2 separate regions of the Mus musculus genome follow, and region 1 is linked to region 2. Evidence: chromatin contacts called from public promoter capture Hi-C data. All regions are on one chromosome and are shown on one strand. The core of a region is the stretch at or near the end of the contact, and the rest is flanking DNA. Distances in the headings are between cores, read along the strand shown.

Evidence for each region. Promoter capture Hi-C pulls out the DNA fragments that hold promoters and counts their contacts.
Region 1: a contact with region 2 is called in a promoter capture Hi-C map of liver, with 2.4 times the contacts expected there. The contact joins the promoter of Cryba4 here to the enhancer-like site in region 2. A contact is called at or near these places in 6 of 39 promoter capture datasets (the 3T3-L1 cell line, cranial neural crest, hippocampal neurons and 2 more), 1 of 115 datasets of contacts at active chromatin or transcription factors (embryonic basal ganglia) and 2 of 9 other capture datasets (adipose tissue and pancreatic islet).

What each region holds. Positions count from the first base shown.
Region 1 is chr5:112,250,726-112,253,858 of GRCm38.p6, forward strand. Cryba4 (crystallin, beta A4) reads right to left here and starts at 1,793. Exons shown (of 6, transcript NM_021351.2): 1 at 1,767-1,793; 2 at 1,022-1,072; 3 at 294-412. The coding sequence starts at 1,060.
Region 2 is chr5:111,377,083-111,380,111 of GRCm38.p6, forward strand. The region is part of intron 8 of Pitpnb (phosphatidylinositol transfer protein, beta); the gene reads left to right. Among named protein-coding and RNA genes, the nearest start is that of Gm36027, 23 kb to the left of the region's middle. Within about 2 kb of position 1,684, at least 29 of the 459 cell types and tissues checked have an H3K27ac peak or open chromatin away from gene starts, as enhancers often do. A contact at or near this core is called in adipose tissue and liver, where this site is marked.

The sequences.
Region 1 (3,133 bases), core at 543-3,042, 870 kb after region 2:
GCAGTTGCAGAATGCTAGTCTCAGGGTTAATGTGTGAGTGATGCTAGCTTGTCAGTTCATGTCTAAGAGGGTATTTTCAGACCCAATCAGACTGTGCGATGGTGTCCCTTACAACCTGAGTTACCTGTATCAACAGCCATGCACACTCTTCAGCACTTGGGAGGGGCACATAGGTACAGTGCAAGCCTGGAAAGATGTACCTAGGATCATACACAGGCTCCAGCATGCCTCCTTACAGTCCCTCTTACCCTCCCGGCCACCACCCTGACTCGATGCCCTCCAGACAGACTCACGCTCCGCTCAGGACTTTGAGAGATCGCACCGTCTCAAAACCAAGTTCCAGGACACTGGGACACTCAGCTGTGAATTCATGCCGTCGGCCCTGGAAGCCTTCTTCATCCCACACCACCATCTGTGCAGGAAAGAAGGAGGGAATCTGTGGACATCAAGGTTTGGCGAGCAGAGAGGATCTTACCCTGGACTCAGAGTGAGTCAAACAGGTAAAGCAGAGGTCACATGCCTCCAGGGCCAGGTGGGTGAGCAAGGTGGACCGTGGGATCCTGGACAGCACAATTTTGTCTCCACCCTTGACTGTCATTAGGTAAGAAAACAAGCAGAGCTTCCATTTCCCAAAGCCTTCATCAAAGGCTTTTATGTGGCTCCGCTATATTATTTTTTGTGAGACAAGATCTCGCAAGACCCAGGCTGGCCTTGAGCCTACGAGCTTCCTTCTGCCTTTACTTCCCCAATGCTAGGGCAGGCATAAGCTATCACACCCAGATTTTAGTTTCCCTTTGCAAAGCCAAGCACGGCCAGAGAAGCACAGTAGAATGATTGTGTGCCAGGACTCAAGGGTGGGGACCAACTCGGGTTGCGTGCCTCAGGCAGGTTGCCCCCTAGTCTGAGCCTTGGGCTCAAGGCAGTCAGTAGCCCTCCTGCAGGATGATGGGGTTCAATGAAGTTGTTGTAAGAGGTTCTTAGATGTCGACTTCCTTCCCTCCCCTCCCAGGGTACTCCCTACCCTCCAGTGTCCAGCTGACTTGGTGCACTGCAGGGTCATGTTGGCACGGTCCTACAGAGAGAAGAACACAGTCACCTTCCATCTGGTTCCCAGCAGCATCTCTGACTGAAGGCTGACTTGGACAGTGTCAGAATCAAGATGGGTCTGGGTATCCCAGGACGGGGGCGATCCTTCTCCCACCCCACCCACGTGCAAACAGCACCAATCTCAGCCACATCTGGGTGCCATTGTCTCCAGCCCAGCTCACAGTGGACTGCAGTGCCAGATGAGTGGAGAGAGGTGGATGAATCACACACATGCACACACAGACACACACCCACATGCACATGTGCACAATCACACACATACACAAGTTCACACATGCACACTCACACACATGCACACATACATACAGGCACATACATACATGCATACATACATACATACATACATACATACATGCATGCGCACACACACACACACACACACACACACACACACACACAAGTGAGTGCACACACACACCAAAACAAAGTGCAGTGCTAGCCTAGTGCGTGGCTCTCATAGTGGACACACAGGTCACAAAATGATAGGGGAGGGGGATCTTGGCATTTAACTAAGAGTCACAGGCAGCAGTCTGACACACTTGTAGACTTCCTGGGATGTGATGGCATTCAGGGTTAGCCAGTGACATCCCCAAGATTGATATTGTAGGATGATGCCACCAGAGAGCTCGGCCCCACTCCTGTCTCCCTCTCATACTTACCAAGAAGGGCCCAGAGCACACGTCAGAACCAGAACCAGACAAGGTCAGGGCTCTTATAGGCAGGAAAGGAACAGGGGCCCCAAGGGACAAACACAGACTCAGCAAGCCAGAGATAGAAACAAAAGCCAGTCCTGGCCAAGGCCCAGAGTGGACATGTCAGCAGCTCTGCCTTTAGTGGGGAAGGACTGGTGGCTTGCCCAGGGTCAGCACTAGGGAATATGAGGGGTAGATAGCCTATTTCCATTGGTTCCACAGGACTCCTGTCCAGGACTAGGGACCCAACATCATCTTGATGGTGGGTGTCCTTCTGTCTGTCTGCATGATAGGACAGACAGAAGCCAGATCATAGAGTTCTGTGCCTGCCCTCCTCCTTCACCTCACCTGCCCCTGCCTCTTCTAGCTGGACGTCACACTTTCACTTGAGGATACTCTTTGAAAAAGTGGAAACAATGTATACAGTAGCTTGGAAGTAACCGGTTCTAAGCAAAACCCTGGGGGCCTGGAGCAAGGGCTTTGGATAACAAATACCCAGCAGTACAACTCTTCTCAGGAGGTGAGAGTGGTGGTCAGGGCTAGAACCCATGCACTCCACAAGGCAGAAGCATCCAGGGCTGTGCATGCAGAAGCAAAGGGCGGGGCGGGGGGGGGGGGGGCGCTGCAGCTTGCTAGCATGCTTCCCAAAGCAGTGCATGCCAGATAAGCACCCAAAGCATATGGAATCCCCTGATCCCTGCCTCTGAGGGGTCCTGTTGCAGGAGAGGGTAGCATGGCAGGAGCGGCTTGTGGTAAAACTCAGCCTTGCTACTGGGTGACCCAGATAAAGAGCGAGTCCTTTGATGGCCAGGAAAATAGCAACATCTCTTCCTTCCTGGGATGTCAGAACAGTTGTCTCACGTTCAGGGCGTGGCGAAGGGTGGACCGGAAGGGTGGACCGGTGCAGTCTCCACAGCCAGTAGCCTGTGTCTGCATCCCGTGCCTGGGGGCTAATTACTTTTGAGCAGGTTCCCAGTGAATGCCTCTAAGCCTCAGTTGTGCTGTGAAATAAAAAAGACAAAGCTCAGTGGGGTACCTCCAAGCCTGACTTTAATCCTCAGGACCACAGGGTAGTAGGGAGAACTGACTCCTGAAAGTTACCCTCTGACCTTCTGACCTCCATGTGAGTGCACACACACACACACACACACACATGCTCTCTCACACCCTCACACTCTCACACACTCATACACTCACACAGTCTCACACACACTCACACACACACACTCACATACTCTCTCACACACTCTCACACACTCACACACACTCTCACTCTCTCTCTCTCTCACACACACAAACTTTAATGGTTAGCCTGAAAGCACAGGATGCTATGA
Region 2 (3,029 bases), core at 434-2,933:
CTGCTCTTCCGTTAACCAGCTAATGTTCTCCTTCTTAAATTTAATCTATTCACAACTCACTTATTGGCAGAATAATTGTATTATGAACCAGCAGAGTTAGCTATAGCTGCCTTGATGCAGGTAATGAAGTTAGGTTTGGGCTGGATTGGAGCAATGTGTAAAAGGCCTGTTCTGTATTCTGTTCCCTGCCCTTTGGGTTGTTTCGAGAAGAAGTTGTTTTTTAAAGCAGTTGAGCTCTTAGGAACTTGATACAGGATGGAACTTCGTTCTGTCACAATGGAAATACCTTTTTTGAAGATTTTAAGTTTCTCTTCCTTCAATCTTTCTTTCTTTCTTCTTTCTTTTAAATTAGGGGCTAAAGAGACAGCTTAGCAGGTAAATTCACTGTTTTTTTCAGAGGACCTGGGTTTGGTTCCCGGCATCTACATGTTGTCTCATGACCAGTTCCAGGGGATCTGATGCCCTCTTCTGACCTCTGCAAGCACCAGGCATACATGTGGTGCACATGTATACATGTAGGCACAACATTCATGCATACATGCAGGCACTTGAATGCACATGTGTATGCACGCCAGAGCATGCATCAGGGTCAGAGGACAGCTTGCAGGAGTTGGTTCTCTCCTTTCATGTGGTACCAAGAGGTTGAACTGAGGCAGTGAGGCCTGGCAGCAGGCACTTTACTTACTGGCCATCCCACCAACCCAAAGTCTATAGCTTGGATTACAGGATGATTCTTTATCAGTCACCTTTAAACAGGAATGACTTGTGAAATGCCATGCACACGTTAGCTACCGCAGAAAGACACGTAGAAACGACACCTAAAGTGCCATGCACACGTTAGCTACTGCAGGAAGACACGTAGCTTGTGTGTGACTCCAGTGACACGCTGACACCTCCAGAAGACAACTGGGAAGTCAAGGCAGCAGGCCGGTGTCTACTTGAGCAGAGTTTAGTTGGGTTGCATATTCTTCCCTCAAAGGGTTGGTTGTTTTTTTTTTTTTTTTTAATAACTGCTTGTAAGTTGGATGGAAAACGAAGAAGATCGAAAATAAATAAACATGAGGTGATTGATTCTAGAACTAGGATTTTTTTTTTGGCCCATTTAATTTTTAAAATAATTCTTATAGCCAAGTGCAAACTCTATAAATTGCTGTGTTAATTGGCTTTAGTAGCTTGCCAGCATCACTGGGAAGCCTGGCTCACTGTGGAGTCCCTGTGTGCTAGAGTCCAGCCTGTGGAGGGCGCTTATGTTACATTTGGCTCACTCCTTTAATTAGAACTGAGTCTCCTCTCAATTTGGGGAGAAGGCTGACGGGCACACAGGTAAACTTTTGTAGGGAATGCTGTGTGCAACTCTTAGGGTTCGAAATGAAGTTGTTTGTGGCTTGTAGTACCCAGGACTTGTCCCAGCTGGAAGTTGCTTAGGGCTATCAGTGTTACTGGGGGTGGTGGCTGAGCTGTAGAAACTGTAGCCTGAGGGTGTGGACAGGGGTTTCACAGGCATTGAATGGGAAGGGCATGTTTGCTTTACCATCTGTAGCTTTGGAGCTAAGCTTGCTCAGTCCTGGTTCACCTCGGTGGACTCTAATAGTTTAGCTCTTCCTGTTCACACAGAGGAGTGAAGCCAGCAGAAGAAGGGTTCTGTACAGTAGGAGCCACAGCTGGATGCCATGTGCCTGACCTAGTGCCAGCTCGACCTGACTGACCCTGGAGCCATGTTCTCATTCTCAGCAGCACTCACTGGGCTAAAGGTCCCAGCGTGGGTTCCTTGCATATTGAAGAACTGTTCTGTGGGAGGCTCACCTTACCATCCTTTCTGCAGAACTGGGTTTTCTGAGGCAAGCTGACTGACCTCATCCCAGCTTAGAGCCAGGCCTGCAGTCAAGGAGAAGGAGGCTTGTGCCAGTTTAGCTGGTCTGCTAGAAATGAAGATACTCCCGAGAGACACTTGGGTCTATCTCGTTCTGACTTGAGATTGTTTAAACATTGGACTCAAAGCAGCGTAGATTTCCCCAGGACTCTTAGTGCTGGGAGAAGGAGAATGTGCTTGTCAGAGGGGAAGCTGTGTTGTCTTCCAGAAAGAGACTCCACAATAACAATGAATGTTTCATAGGATAAAACTGAGCCCTGACAACGGTGGGTCAGTTGGGGGCGGTACCCATCCTGCCAGGGCTTACGTACATAACCTTGGCCCTCTGTTTAAACTTCAGTCTCACTTTAGGGCCCCAAAGGTGAATTTGAGGGGCTTTCCACATATTTTTGTCCCTCTCGAAGTGTGACTACGTTGAGTAAACCTCCTTTTTCTCTTCTCACTATTAAACTGGCTCCTGTTATTGGGTGATTGAACTCAGGTGGCCAGACCTGACCTGACTTAGCTTTGTGACCCTCCATGTCTGATAGCAGCAGTGTGTTCTGCTGCATGACAGATGAATGGCTCCACCAAAGGCAGCAATGTTATTCTGTTGTTGCAAATACACGTGTGTATGTGCACACACGTAAGTCACAGTTGCTTATGTGGGTGGTAGAGCAGCTGGATACTCAGGTGCTGGTCTCATCACCCTCTCCACCTTTCCATGAGTGCGTGTTACTGGTCAGGAAGCCCCGCTCTGGGGTGCTCTTGTTCAAGGGTACAGCTGAAACCCCGCCCCACCACCCCGCCCCACTACACAGCCTGAGTGAGGACCGTTGCTCACAACATCCTCATTTATCCAAACAAGGCTTGACTTTCCATCCACATCATCTGAGTGAATGCCAGTGTGTGGCAGGCACTCTGGGAACTGAAGCTGCATGTACAGGCCATGCTGTGAGCAGTGTGCATTTGCATCCCCGCCTGTGGCCTTCTGCTGTTATGAACTGCTGCTGCATTGGAGATATTTGGAAACACAGAAATGGTGGAAGGTCATGAGCAGATCCCCAAGGGGAGTTAGGGAACACAGCCTCCCTGTTTAGGCTCACTGTGTTAAGAGCTTCCTGTATAGTGACAGCAGCTGACCTCACAGTTGGATGGCAGAGAGAAGCAATGCTCTCAG